Regions from separate parts of the Mus musculus genome. Here regions 1 and 3 are each linked to region 2. Evidence: chromatin contacts called from public HiChIP or PLAC-seq and promoter capture Hi-C data. All regions are on one chromosome and are shown on one strand. The core of a region is the stretch at or near the end of the contact, and the rest is flanking DNA. Distances in the headings are between cores, read along the strand shown.

Region 1 (3,582 bases), core at 920-3,419, 2.0 Mb before region 2:
GATCACCTGTAAAACTAATTCAGTCAATTCTTTATGATTAAAACTACCTACATATGAAGTATTAGAACTAAAAGTCACAGGGATCATCATGAAAAAAAAATCTTTAAACTGTCAGCCCCACCCCCACACTCAAAGTACCATTACCATTTAAACCAAGTAACTAGTTTTGCTACACACTAGAAAGATAAAAAGACTGACACTTAGAAAAATCCAAATATACCTCCCCAAAATTCAAAGTGAATTGGGACTTTTCCCTCTAACATTCCAAAGAACCTTTCCGTAGTTGGAACATTTATGTAGAGCAATCTCATAGGGGTCTGGGATGTACTCAGAGTAAGAGACTGAATGCCAGGACTATTAAAGAACTTTTGGAAATTTCAAGCTGGGGGTGCAATTTTAACAACTTAAGCCAAGATTCCATGTCCTAATCTGCTTAATTTGGTCATATACACCAGATATAAACCTATTATCATTGAAAAATCCCTAAGGCTCAAGCTACAGGATCTTATTAAAGAGTCAGCTGTTTCGATCCTTTCCCAGTTTTCATCCAAGGTGAAACTGAGTTAAGTTGATCATTCTGGGTCTTCCCTCTGGCTGTCAGAGAAGCAGGGCTATCGCATATATCTGACTTATAACATCCATCCTATAATCATTAGTTAGAATACCCAGGCTTTGGTCCAAAAGGAGTAGGTTCCCCCCCCCCCATGACTATTAAGAACATTGTGTCTATTTTCTACACTTGACATTACCAAGGAATAGCTCCCTCCACCTTAAGGCTTTTTGTATAGCCTGGATTTGAAGGACCAAGGAACAGTAAGTTATCACATAGCTCTTACACTGTTCTAAGTTCCTGCACAGTACATACTTAACAGATTTCACAATCACCCCATAAGGACGTTCTGTCGTTGTTATTTCTCCTTTTACAGACGAGGAAACTGAGAAAGAGAAAATTAAGTTGTCCGAAGTCTCAGAGCAGGTTTGGGGAAAGGTTGGAGAACTGAGTTATGTACAGGGCTTACACCAGCTTCATGCAACAGCATGTACGAAACAAGGAGGGCTGTTCACTCACACACAGACACAGACAGACAGACAGACAGACACACACACACACACACACACCCATGGTCGACCTGGCAACATCGGAACACCATCCACCTTCCTTCTCCCAACTACCACGCCCCAGTCTTCTCCACATTTACAGGTTCTTCGGATGCAGCCCAGGGAAGGAAGAAGTTAATTAACTTTGACAAATGAGCAAACTCGCCTTCTCTGGCCTGGAAGGTAGAGAGTAAAGAACCTGACTGGCCTTTCCAGGAAGCACAAGAGCCGGGATGGGGAAAGTCGGGTCTCGGGAGTTACCTTGTACCGAAGCGCCTGGTGAATATCCGCAGCCAGCTGTCCTCGCCACCACTGCCCCTCCAGCTCCATGGAAGCCGGAGGTGCGCCCGGCCAGACGCCGCAACTTCAGTCTGGAAGACACGCCCCAGACGCGGTCACGGCCAGCAACTCCCCCCCCCCCCAGTCCCCCCGCGATCCTCCGCGCCCCCTCCTCCAGGGATGCGATCTCAGGTCACCCCGTGCGGCTGCTCCTCTTCACCTGACCCGACCCCGAGCCATCTTCCAACGCCAGCAAGGCCTGATCTACCCAGTCGTCTGCAATCGCCCGCTGCAAGAACTGCAGAAAGGTGCGAGCTCTGAAAGCTCCGGGCGGGACGGCCCACCTCGGGCTCTCCGAGTTCTGGGTTCGACCTCAGCCGCCTGCACTTAGGCGCGGGAGCCCTGACATTGTCAGAACGTCGCCGGAATGGAGAGTGACCAGCGCGCGACACCAGGTCCGCGCCGACAGCCCCGCACGCTCCACCACCCTGGGGGTCTGCGGTGCGCCCGCCGCAGCGCGGACCCGGAGCGGCAAACAAAAGGCCGGGCGGGCGGCCGTGCTCCGCGCCTCGCTTCCCCTCGCCTCGCTGCGCTCCCGCAGGCCTGCCCGGCCCACGCGGTTTCTTACCCGGAACCGCGGCCCTCAGAGCCCCAGCCCGGCCGGCGTGCACGGGGCGCCGGCAGCGTTCATGCCGCGGACCGTCGGCCGCGAAGCCCCCGCCTCAGCTAGGGCCCAGCACCCGGGCGCTCGCGCCGCCCATTGTTAAAGGACCGGCAGGCGGCTCGCCGTACAAAGCCAGCGCCGGGGCACGGGCCGCCCCGCGCTGCCAATCGGCTCTCGCGATACAGCGGGGTCGCGCCTCGCCGTCCAATCGGCGGCCGGGCCGAGCCAGGTGCTACTCCGTCTCCCGGGCCCCTGCCCGGTGCCGGGCGGTCTCGCTCTGCAGCCTCCGCGGTCTGTCGGCGCCCGAGGGCCGCTCACCTGCAGAGAATCTTTGATGGGTCCCGGGTGCTGGCAAAGAAAGATGCGATGTCTCAGCCCCGGGATTAAAACTTGGCAGCGCGGATCTGGCCCGCTGTCTCACTTCCGAGGGGCTGCTCTCCGGGATCCTCCCCCTACCCTAAGCCTTCCGAATGGGCTTTAGCTCTTACCAGTCCCTAAGGCGCTTTGGTTGTCGAGTTCTGCTCCAGTCTCCCCTCTAAACCCAGTACTCCTTTTAGCTCTTCTAACTCAGCTCTTCTTGTTGCTTTCACTTCGGCGATTCGCGCGAGTTGCGACTGGAATTGACATCTTTAGCAACCTGGCTTGTCAGATCCATAATGGATGTAATTGACCATCTGTGGTGGTCAAGGAAGAGACCCTAAACGGTGGGAACACTCCAGCGTCAATTGAGGCGATTGGCTGGGGCTGGAAATGTAACAGAAACCCCATCAGTTGTATTTGAGAGTGTCTGGAGGACCACCCCAAAAGAAGTAGATGGGTTCCCTCAATTTTCCAGAGACTGTAAAGCGACTTCCTTCAATATTTAAACATAAATCATGAGACCTCACCCCTTACTTTGAATATTTTGTTTAGAAAGAGGAAGAGTGACAAAGGGCTAGTACAGAAAAGGATGAGTGCACACTTCGGGAGCATGGCTTATCACCCTGGTATTTGCATCCATCCCGGAAGGGCTGCTGCAGACCCCTGTGTGACAGTGTTATACAATGCCTGGGGAGAGCAGGGGTTCAGGAAATGATGGGAAGAAACTGGAAGCATGCACGTGAAAATTGGCAGAACCCAGCCTAGCCCGGTGCATTTCGGGAAGAGACTACTAGTAGAGGGAAAGGACGTTATCTGGCTAAAATTTCCATGTCATTTATGGTATTTAAGTAGTACTCAGTTTCCAATTCACGACTACTAAGCAGCTTTTGGCTTCCAAATGATTTAGGGTCCAGGCCTTTCTTAAGAACCTTTTCAGAAAAGTGGGTCACAGACTATAATTGCCTATGCGATCCTGTAATAAGCAGGTTGTCCTACAGTCTACTTTGAACACGTTGTTTGCCGGGAGAGACCGGTTCAGAAATCATGTATTATTCTAGACTTAGATGGCTCTTTATAAGATGCCAGTATTCATCCTTGTTCATGCCTGTGTATGTCTCTGGTGGTCTCTCTAGAGTCTACATTCCTAAAAGGAATTTCGGTCTTACTATTTTTTTCATCCC
Region 2 (3,527 bases), core at 13-2,512:
GCATTTTTCTCTGAGGTGAAAAGCAGAAAGGACTAGTCTTTGTAAGATTACCACTGTTCATGATCTCAGTGGCCCCTGGGTTTCTTCTGGCTTATCTCACCAGCTCAGAACTGTGAGGCCAACAATGTCAGGGCTGTGCTCAAGAACGATATACTTAACCCTGGGCATGGTGACTCTATAATTAGTACTTGGGAAACTGAGACAGGAGCATATTGAGTTGAGGGTCAGTCAAATAACAACGGCGTCTCTTTTTCTTTTTCTTTCTTCCTTTCTTTCTTTCTTTCTTTCTTTTTTTTTTTAAAAAACCTTTAATAGCCTCAAGTTCATCTTTGTGATTAACTTTTTATTTTTATTGTTTTTTATAATTTATTATTTTGTTTGTATATATGTGTGGGTGAGTGCCTGCCTGAGGAGGTCAGAAGAGGTCCTCAGAGATGGATGTGCTGGGAATAGAATCCGGGACTTTCTGGAGGAGCAGCAAGCACTCTTAAACACTGAACCACTTCTCCTGCCCAGTGTTTTATTCTGTTTTTTAATTTAGGAAAAGGTCTTTGGGAGACAAGTACTTAAAATACACATTCTTGCGATGCTTAAATCTTCCTGGAAGAGTTAACGATTCAGTCAGATAGTATCTTTACCAAAAAGGTAACAGAATCCTAATTCTGCAAGTCTCACCAATATAGTACTTTATCATATAATGGTTAAACCCAAAGAAAAAACGATTCCACAGTAAAACCATAGACTTTTTCTCTAGACAGGGACTACACTGGGTAGACTAGGCTCTGTAGACCGGGCCTCGAACTCACAGTGATCCACCTGCCTCTACCTCCCAGTGCTGGGATTAAAGACGTGCTCCACCACGCCTAAACTTAAGTGTGGACTTTCGGTTGGTGGAAGGTGGTGAGAGATCTTTCATCATTCGGTTCAAAGCCCCAGTGCCTGTGGAGGGATGGCTTCCAATAAAGAAGCTGCGGTTGCCCTCTAGAAGATCCAGAAGACGAAGTACCCGCAACAGGCGGAGCCACAAGACGCCGGCGATCAAAACCGCCAAGCCCTCGTCTTTTGTCTTCTCCAGGACTGAAAAGGAATCCGGGCGGGAACCTGCTTGAGTCCTTCAGCTGGGACGCCCACTCGCCCACTCTTCAGCCTCAGCGATTCTCACAAGGGTCAGTCCGTGAGAGACTGAGCCCGGGACCAGAGCCACCAGGGGGCGCACGCACCGCCGCCCGAAGAGGAAGTCCCGCCTCCCGTTTCCGGCGGCAGAAAGGGGGAGAGGCTGAAAGCGTCTTCCGGTTTGGGAAAGGTTGCGCTCAGTGCACGTGTGTCTTTTCCACCCGGCTCCTGCGTGTTCCTCTGTCCGAGTGATCTTGTCTGTGGTACTCCTCGCAGGCCTAAGGATGAAGGCGGTAAGTGCTGTCCGAACCCCGGCCCCCGGGAGTTGTGGCTGCTTGGGTTGACAGGGTCTCCCTCTGCCTGGCTTATCTTTCCCTTAGGTTTTGAGTCTGGTATAGGGGGCGGTGGCCTAACTTGGTGCTCCCTAGCCGATCTATGCTCCATCCACTTTGGGTCATTACTGGGGCTTTTGCTTCCTCGCCCACTACGCCCAAGCACGACCTCAGGCTGCAGATGCGAGGCCAGCACCGGGCCCTGCCACCGAATGGTGTCAGACTGAAGGGTTTTCCAAACTGTCTCTCGAATCTTATACACACGAGAAGCAAGTCTAAAGTTCCTTGAACCTGTTTTGTGAGACACTGAACCCGAAGAGAGCCTGTTTCCTCCTTAAAGTGTAAGGTGATAGGAAGGCTGGTGATTTTTCCCAGATGGAGAGGGAATTTAGAAGTAGCCTTGGGATTTGGATTACAAAGCACTTACCAGCGAGAGCGCTGGAATAACTTCTGTAACCTTCGCTTCTTTATGAATGACGTGAGGATTATTATTATTTAGGGTGTTGGGAAGTGTGAGTGCTTTGTAAATAATAAACCGACAAATGAATGTCAGTTGCTAAAGGCATCCATTATTTTGCTCTGAATGTGTTGCCGTACCAGTGTTAGACTAGCCTTGAATGACCGTTTGCCACAGAGAAGAGATTCATAATGTTTTGCTTTCAGATTGCACACGTGAGAGACTAGATTCAGATCACAGGGAAATCCCGTGTGGAGCAACTGATGCTCTAGTGCCATTCTGTAGGATTGCTTACTGCCGTGCATTGGTTTTTAGTTCTTACACAGGACCCGTGGTTGTGAGACAGTTTTGAAATTTGCTTTATTTAATCTATAAAGAGTTTTCCTTCACCTGATTTTAAAAATAATCAGAATTTCTTAGTTGTAGTGTCTCTTCTGTTGTTGTTTTCTAGAGAAGAAATAAAAAGCAGGTCCCAAGCTTTCGCAAGTTGATAAAAACTAGTAAAGTGAAACTTGAAAACAAATTGAAAAATAAGCAATTTAAACAACAAAGTACCATCAAGAAGTACCGAAAAGAGCAGAGGAAACTAAGGCAAGCTGTAAAAGATGCTGTGTCTAAAAAACCCATTCCGCTGGAGGACCCAAAGAGCAAACGGCCAGGTAACGAAAGTGTTCACTTACGCTGGAATGTTCTCCATGGAAGTGACTTGTTTTCTAGTGTCCACTTGTCCTGTGTTCAGATCCTTGTAGGTCTAGGTAAGGTCTTTTATGCTTTACCACAGTAAGTATGAGAAAACAATGCAAGACCATATGCCCTGTGAGAAAACTAGCTTCTCCTTTTCGTTGGCATAGACAGCAGATCTGAAAATGTACTTGGGGGATGCTCAGAGCAGCTGTGTAAATTTCGGGACACGCATCAGGGCTGCCGGCTTCCCATCCACTGAGAGTTAGCCGTGGTTAGCCTGCTTGGTTTTGCTCCATTCTTCACCATGCTGCCAGTAGGTATTTCCTTTTCTAAACTTGTGGTTTTCTTTCTCCTTGTACACTTGGGGTGAAGTTCAGCTGTAATAGTCTCGGTTGTTTTGTAGAACCATCTAAGGACCCCAGCTCCTCAAAACAGAAAAATATGATCATTTTAAAGTCAGGACAGTTCTCTAGCTGATGTAACTGTTCATTGTTCTATAGCCATCTCTCCTTCTCTTAACCTCCATGCAGTCTGACCCAAATGCAGCATTATCGTGATGGGTAGTGATCATTTGATTGGGAATCAGGAATAAAAAAATCTTCTCTTGGTTTTTGTTGCTAGCTATGTAGTCTTGGTTGGTCACTCAATCTCCAATCAAGGAACAATGAGTTAGCTGGTTAGATACTTTCAGAGATCTCTTCTAAGTTTTACAATCTGAAAGGTGTAATATGCTAATAGCTCCTTAATAAAAGAAAAGCAAAAGATTTCTTTATTTTTGCAACTTAGAATCTAAGTGAAGTTGCCAGAGAGGGAGGAATATAAGAAAAAGGCAGGTGCAAACGCTGTTGAATTTGATATGAAAATATTGAAGGACTTTTTTCTACTAAAGTGGGAGGCCAGGTCCTTGGATGACGGAGAAACGAGGCAGGTGAGGGAGTTAG
Region 3 (3,715 bases), core at 197-2,696, 2.1 Mb before region 2:
CGCCATAGAAAGCCAACACCCCTCAAGTGCTAGTACGAATTGCCCCTTTTGACTTTCTAAAGAAAAATACAGCTTTGTTGAAGGATAATTAACAGATCTGCAGCTATAACTTTAAAAATGTTAGGGAATTTCAGCAAGTCTCTCTATTCATTCTGACCATACAAACTTTAGAGCACACTCAAATCAGACCTGTTTTGCTGGGAAAAAAAGCAATTCAATTATTATTAGTAAAATGTGCCTTAAGAAAACCAGACTTTCAAATTAACCACGCTGTGAGTTGTTTTTACATTACATCCCTGAGATAATCACAGACAGTTCAACATTCTCATGAATTCCTCAAAAACTGACCCCTTTCCCCATTTTCAAGACTTTTGAAAAAAATAATTTACAAAAACTAAAATAACCCAAATTTAAACCTGAAGCGAAAACTGACCCTTAACTTTTGTTTTCTAAACTTTGAAGTTGCATCTGTTCCATTGGTCTAGATAAGAGTTAAATCACATCATCTATGCATTCAGACCCAATACTTTTGAGTTACCAAAGCCATCTAACTCAAGATACTACCCACTTAACAAAGAGGACACCATGTTAAGAACAGATTCAAGATGGACCCTACAAGTGGGGAAAAAAAAAAAAAAAGCCCGTGACAAAGAAATCCATATGCCACTGGGTGTGGTGGTGGTGGGGGCAGTCTACAAGAGGACCACTTTCTTGCCCAACTCTGAGGGCGCGCAGTGCGTGCGCCAAGAGAGCGGGGAGTCTCTGCAAGGAAGAACCCCCAATAGCCATAGACTGGGCCCATAGTAGGGATGCCGTCGAGGCGGGCCCGCGAACCTACAGCTCGAGGGGTGCGGACTGAGGGCTGCCCAGCCCGTCTCCACCGGGCGCGGAACCCGACGAGCGATGGCTTCGCGCGCCAAACGCCCCCGCATCGCCCCCAAAACGCCGCGCCCGATCCGCCCCTTTCCCCGGAGTTCCGCTGCCCCTCGGGCGCGCGGATGTACACTGTCGCCGCGCCGTGCGCGCGCGCCCAAGTCCTAGGCTCTGAGACCGTGGGGGAGTTCTTAGGGACAAACTTACAACCAGCCCAAGCCGAGACGACAATGACCAGCCCTAAGAGCTAGCAAGAGCCCCGGGTTAGAAACCAAGGACTTCTCTAGAAAACTTTGCGGCAAGTTGGCCGGAAGCGCTGAATGGACGGGACTATTTAACATGAGCTTCCTAGCGCAAGAGGCGGATCCCCCCCAAGACCATTTGGGGGGAACCCTAGCACCCCACGATTTCGCCCTTGGCCCCTTGCCGTCTCTCTGTGCGTCCCGACATCCTAACTGGTCTTGGCGGCTCCGCACACAGGGAATACCTGCCGTGGTCCCCATTGCCTGCGAGTCCCAGATGGCGGCCATTACCCCTCCATCCGGGTACTGCCGGAAAGCCGAGCGCCGCGCTGCCGGCAGCGCACGCTGCGGCGGAGGGATCCGCGCTGCACCTGAGGCGAGCGGAAGGGAACGGCGGCCGGAAGGGCCCCCGCCTCAGCCTCCCGAGAGTAGGCCATGGCGCTGAGTCCACGGCTGACCTCGTCATACGGCGCCTCCCTGCGTCCCGCCTCACCGCCCCCCGTCTACTCACCAGCCGCGGGGATCCTACTGCGGGGGGAAGAACGGGGAAAATGGCTACCGTCCTTTCCCAAGTAGACACCAGAAGCAGGAACTGGTGTGCTTGGCAAGCCTTGGTTGACAGGAAATGGCCTCAACCCAGAGGTTTTAGGCAGCCCCCATCTTAGCAAATGGCGTGTTCCCTGTACTTACTCGGATCACGCGAGTTGTGGTATCCCTTTGACGTCCCAGTGGTTGGACGAAGCTGCTACCCAAAGCTCTGGCCCACAAGGGAGCCAACCCTGAGCTCCAGAGCAGCCCCACGCACAGGCTACCTGTGAGGGACACTCTTCTCTCCCGCCGCGACACGACCTCCTCCCACGGCACGGAGGACTCGTCTGAGCGAAGGAAGTCCTCTCAGCGAAGGAAAACCCTCGCACGCCCCTCACAGACTCAAAAATGGAATCCTTGCCCCCAAGAAAAGAATCCTTCCCCACCCCACACAAGAGTCGTACAAAGTCCAAATGTGGCTCCTCTCTTTCAGAACGTTTCAGAAGCCTACTAATCTCACTTGGTAAATAATTACCTCCCTTAAAAGAAAAAAAGGACAAAAAACACACGTGGAAGCACTGTGGAAACTGCCGCCGTCAAAAACTCGAGGCGGAGGGATATAGCAAAATATAAAAGATCGAATCTGAGAATTTTGGCTTCAACTGTGGGCCGTAGTTTTTTTTTTTGGGGGGGGGGATGCGTGGGGGCAAGGGGTAACCCAAATAACTCCTGACACGCACAAATTTTTCTTAAAACCAATTTTAAAACTGTTAAGAATTTTCCACTTTCTTAGGATATGCTTTTGAACGCATTGACCTGTGCCACACGGACTTTACCCTTTAAATTAAAAAAAAGAAAAAGAAAAAGAAAAAGAAAAAGAAAGGAATAAAACACACACGGAGAACCCTTAGTTTTGGGTGGTTTGTACAACAGTCCTCCTAGAAGCGGCAAGCTGAAATTCACACAAGAAGTACAAACATAACTATAAAAGTGAAGGTGAAATCTATTAATATCAAAAGGGCATATTTATAATCTATAATGATGTTTGCAAAATAGATTTTCTTTGGGGGGGGGCAGGGTAACAGGCCCTGAGACAGTGTAACAGAGCCCTGGCTGTCCTGGAACTCAATTTGTAGACCAGGCTGGCCTCCAGCTTACAAAGCTCTGCCTGCCTCTGTTTCCTGAGTGCTGGTAGATTTTCTCCTTAACACAATATTTTCATTGTTCCAGAAAAGAGGACACACATTGCTGAGGAGAGAAGTGGAGAAAAGCCTGTTTGTTTTTTAATAGGAAAAAAAAAAGTTGTTTTGGACTGTGAGTAGTTAGTTTTGTTATAGCTTTTATAATTTACATGACAAAAATGATGCATCATCATGTTCTGTAGTATTCTCATAAAACTTTATTTTTGCATCTATGTTCACCTTGAAAACCTGTGTTTAATTCTAGAAGACTCAAAGTTTTCATTGCATGCTAAATAAGCTAGAATGTTGGTGAACTCTCTCTCTTTTCCTTGTCCAGTTTTTTCATTTTTATCAAACTCTTACTCTTTGCTCTTTTAAAGTTCTGAACACTGAAGTTAATAACAAAAGGAGTGAAACAGAAAGGAAGAGGAGATAGACTCTAAAACTGCAAATGAACAAACGCTGGGTAATAGCTCAAAAAATAAAAAGATTTTAGAACGTTCCAAACTTAAAGATAGTTCATGGGAATAGGATAACCATATTAATGCTTTCAGAGATAGGCTGCTCTGAAGATGAACCTGCAATTTACTCGCAGTGGACAATAACCTCTTATCTTCTCATACTAAACCTGGTGGTGACAGTCGCAAAGTTTCCTTCTTGCTTACAAATCCTTTGTTTAAATGTATTATTAATTCATGGTCATTGTATCATAAAGGGGGTTAATATAAAATAATGAAAATAAATGGATATAATGCATTTCGCTTTAGGCATTCTGTCCTCATGGTCATTGTATCATAAAGTGGGTTAATGTAAAATAATAACAAAATAAATAGATATAATGCATTTTACTTTAAGCATTCTGTCCTCTGAATCATATGACATCATATCATA

What was found. HiChIP or PLAC-seq counts read pairs in DNA pulled down with a chosen protein or histone mark. Capture Hi-C pulls out chosen DNA fragments and counts their contacts.
Region 1: a contact with region 2 is called in an H3K4me3 HiChIP or PLAC-seq map of embryonic forebrain, with 8 times the contacts expected there. The contact joins the promoter of Ccnj here to the promoter of Noc3l in region 2. A contact is called at or near these places in 4 of 39 promoter capture datasets (the 3T3-L1 cell line, cranial neural crest, frontonasal cranial neural crest and 1 more) and 2 of 115 datasets of contacts at active chromatin or transcription factors (embryonic forebrain and stem cell-derived neural progenitor cells).
Region 3: a contact with region 2 is called in a promoter capture Hi-C map of adipose tissue, with 5 times the contacts expected there. The contact joins the promoter of Zfp518a here to the promoter of Noc3l in region 2. A contact is called at or near these places in 3 of 39 promoter capture datasets (cranial neural crest, hippocampal neurons and stem cell-derived epiblast-like cells), 1 of 484 Hi-C or Micro-C datasets (CD8 T cells), 2 of 115 datasets of contacts at active chromatin or transcription factors (embryonic stem cells and stem cell-derived neural progenitor cells) and 2 of 9 other capture datasets (adipose tissue and liver).

The regions. Positions count from the first base shown.
Region 1 is chr19:40,829,866-40,833,447 of GRCm38.p6, reverse strand. Ccnj (cyclin J) reads right to left here and starts at 2,169. Exons shown (of 6, transcript NM_172839.4): 1 at 2,006-2,169; 2 at 1,360-1,469. The coding sequence starts at 1,428.
Region 2 is chr19:38,816,972-38,820,498 of GRCm38.p6, reverse strand. Noc3l (NOC3 like DNA replication regulator) reads left to right here and starts at 1,262. Exons shown (of 21, transcript NM_021315.2): 1 at 1,262-1,406; 2 at 2,354-2,561. The coding sequence starts at 1,398.
Region 3 is chr19:40,892,436-40,896,150 of GRCm38.p6, reverse strand. It overlaps Zfp518a (zinc finger protein 518A), which reads right to left and starts at 1,446. Exons shown (of 5, transcript NM_028319.1): 1 at 1,361-1,446. It overlaps Mir8092 (microRNA 8092), which reads right to left and starts at 1,448; the gene lies at 1,362-1,448.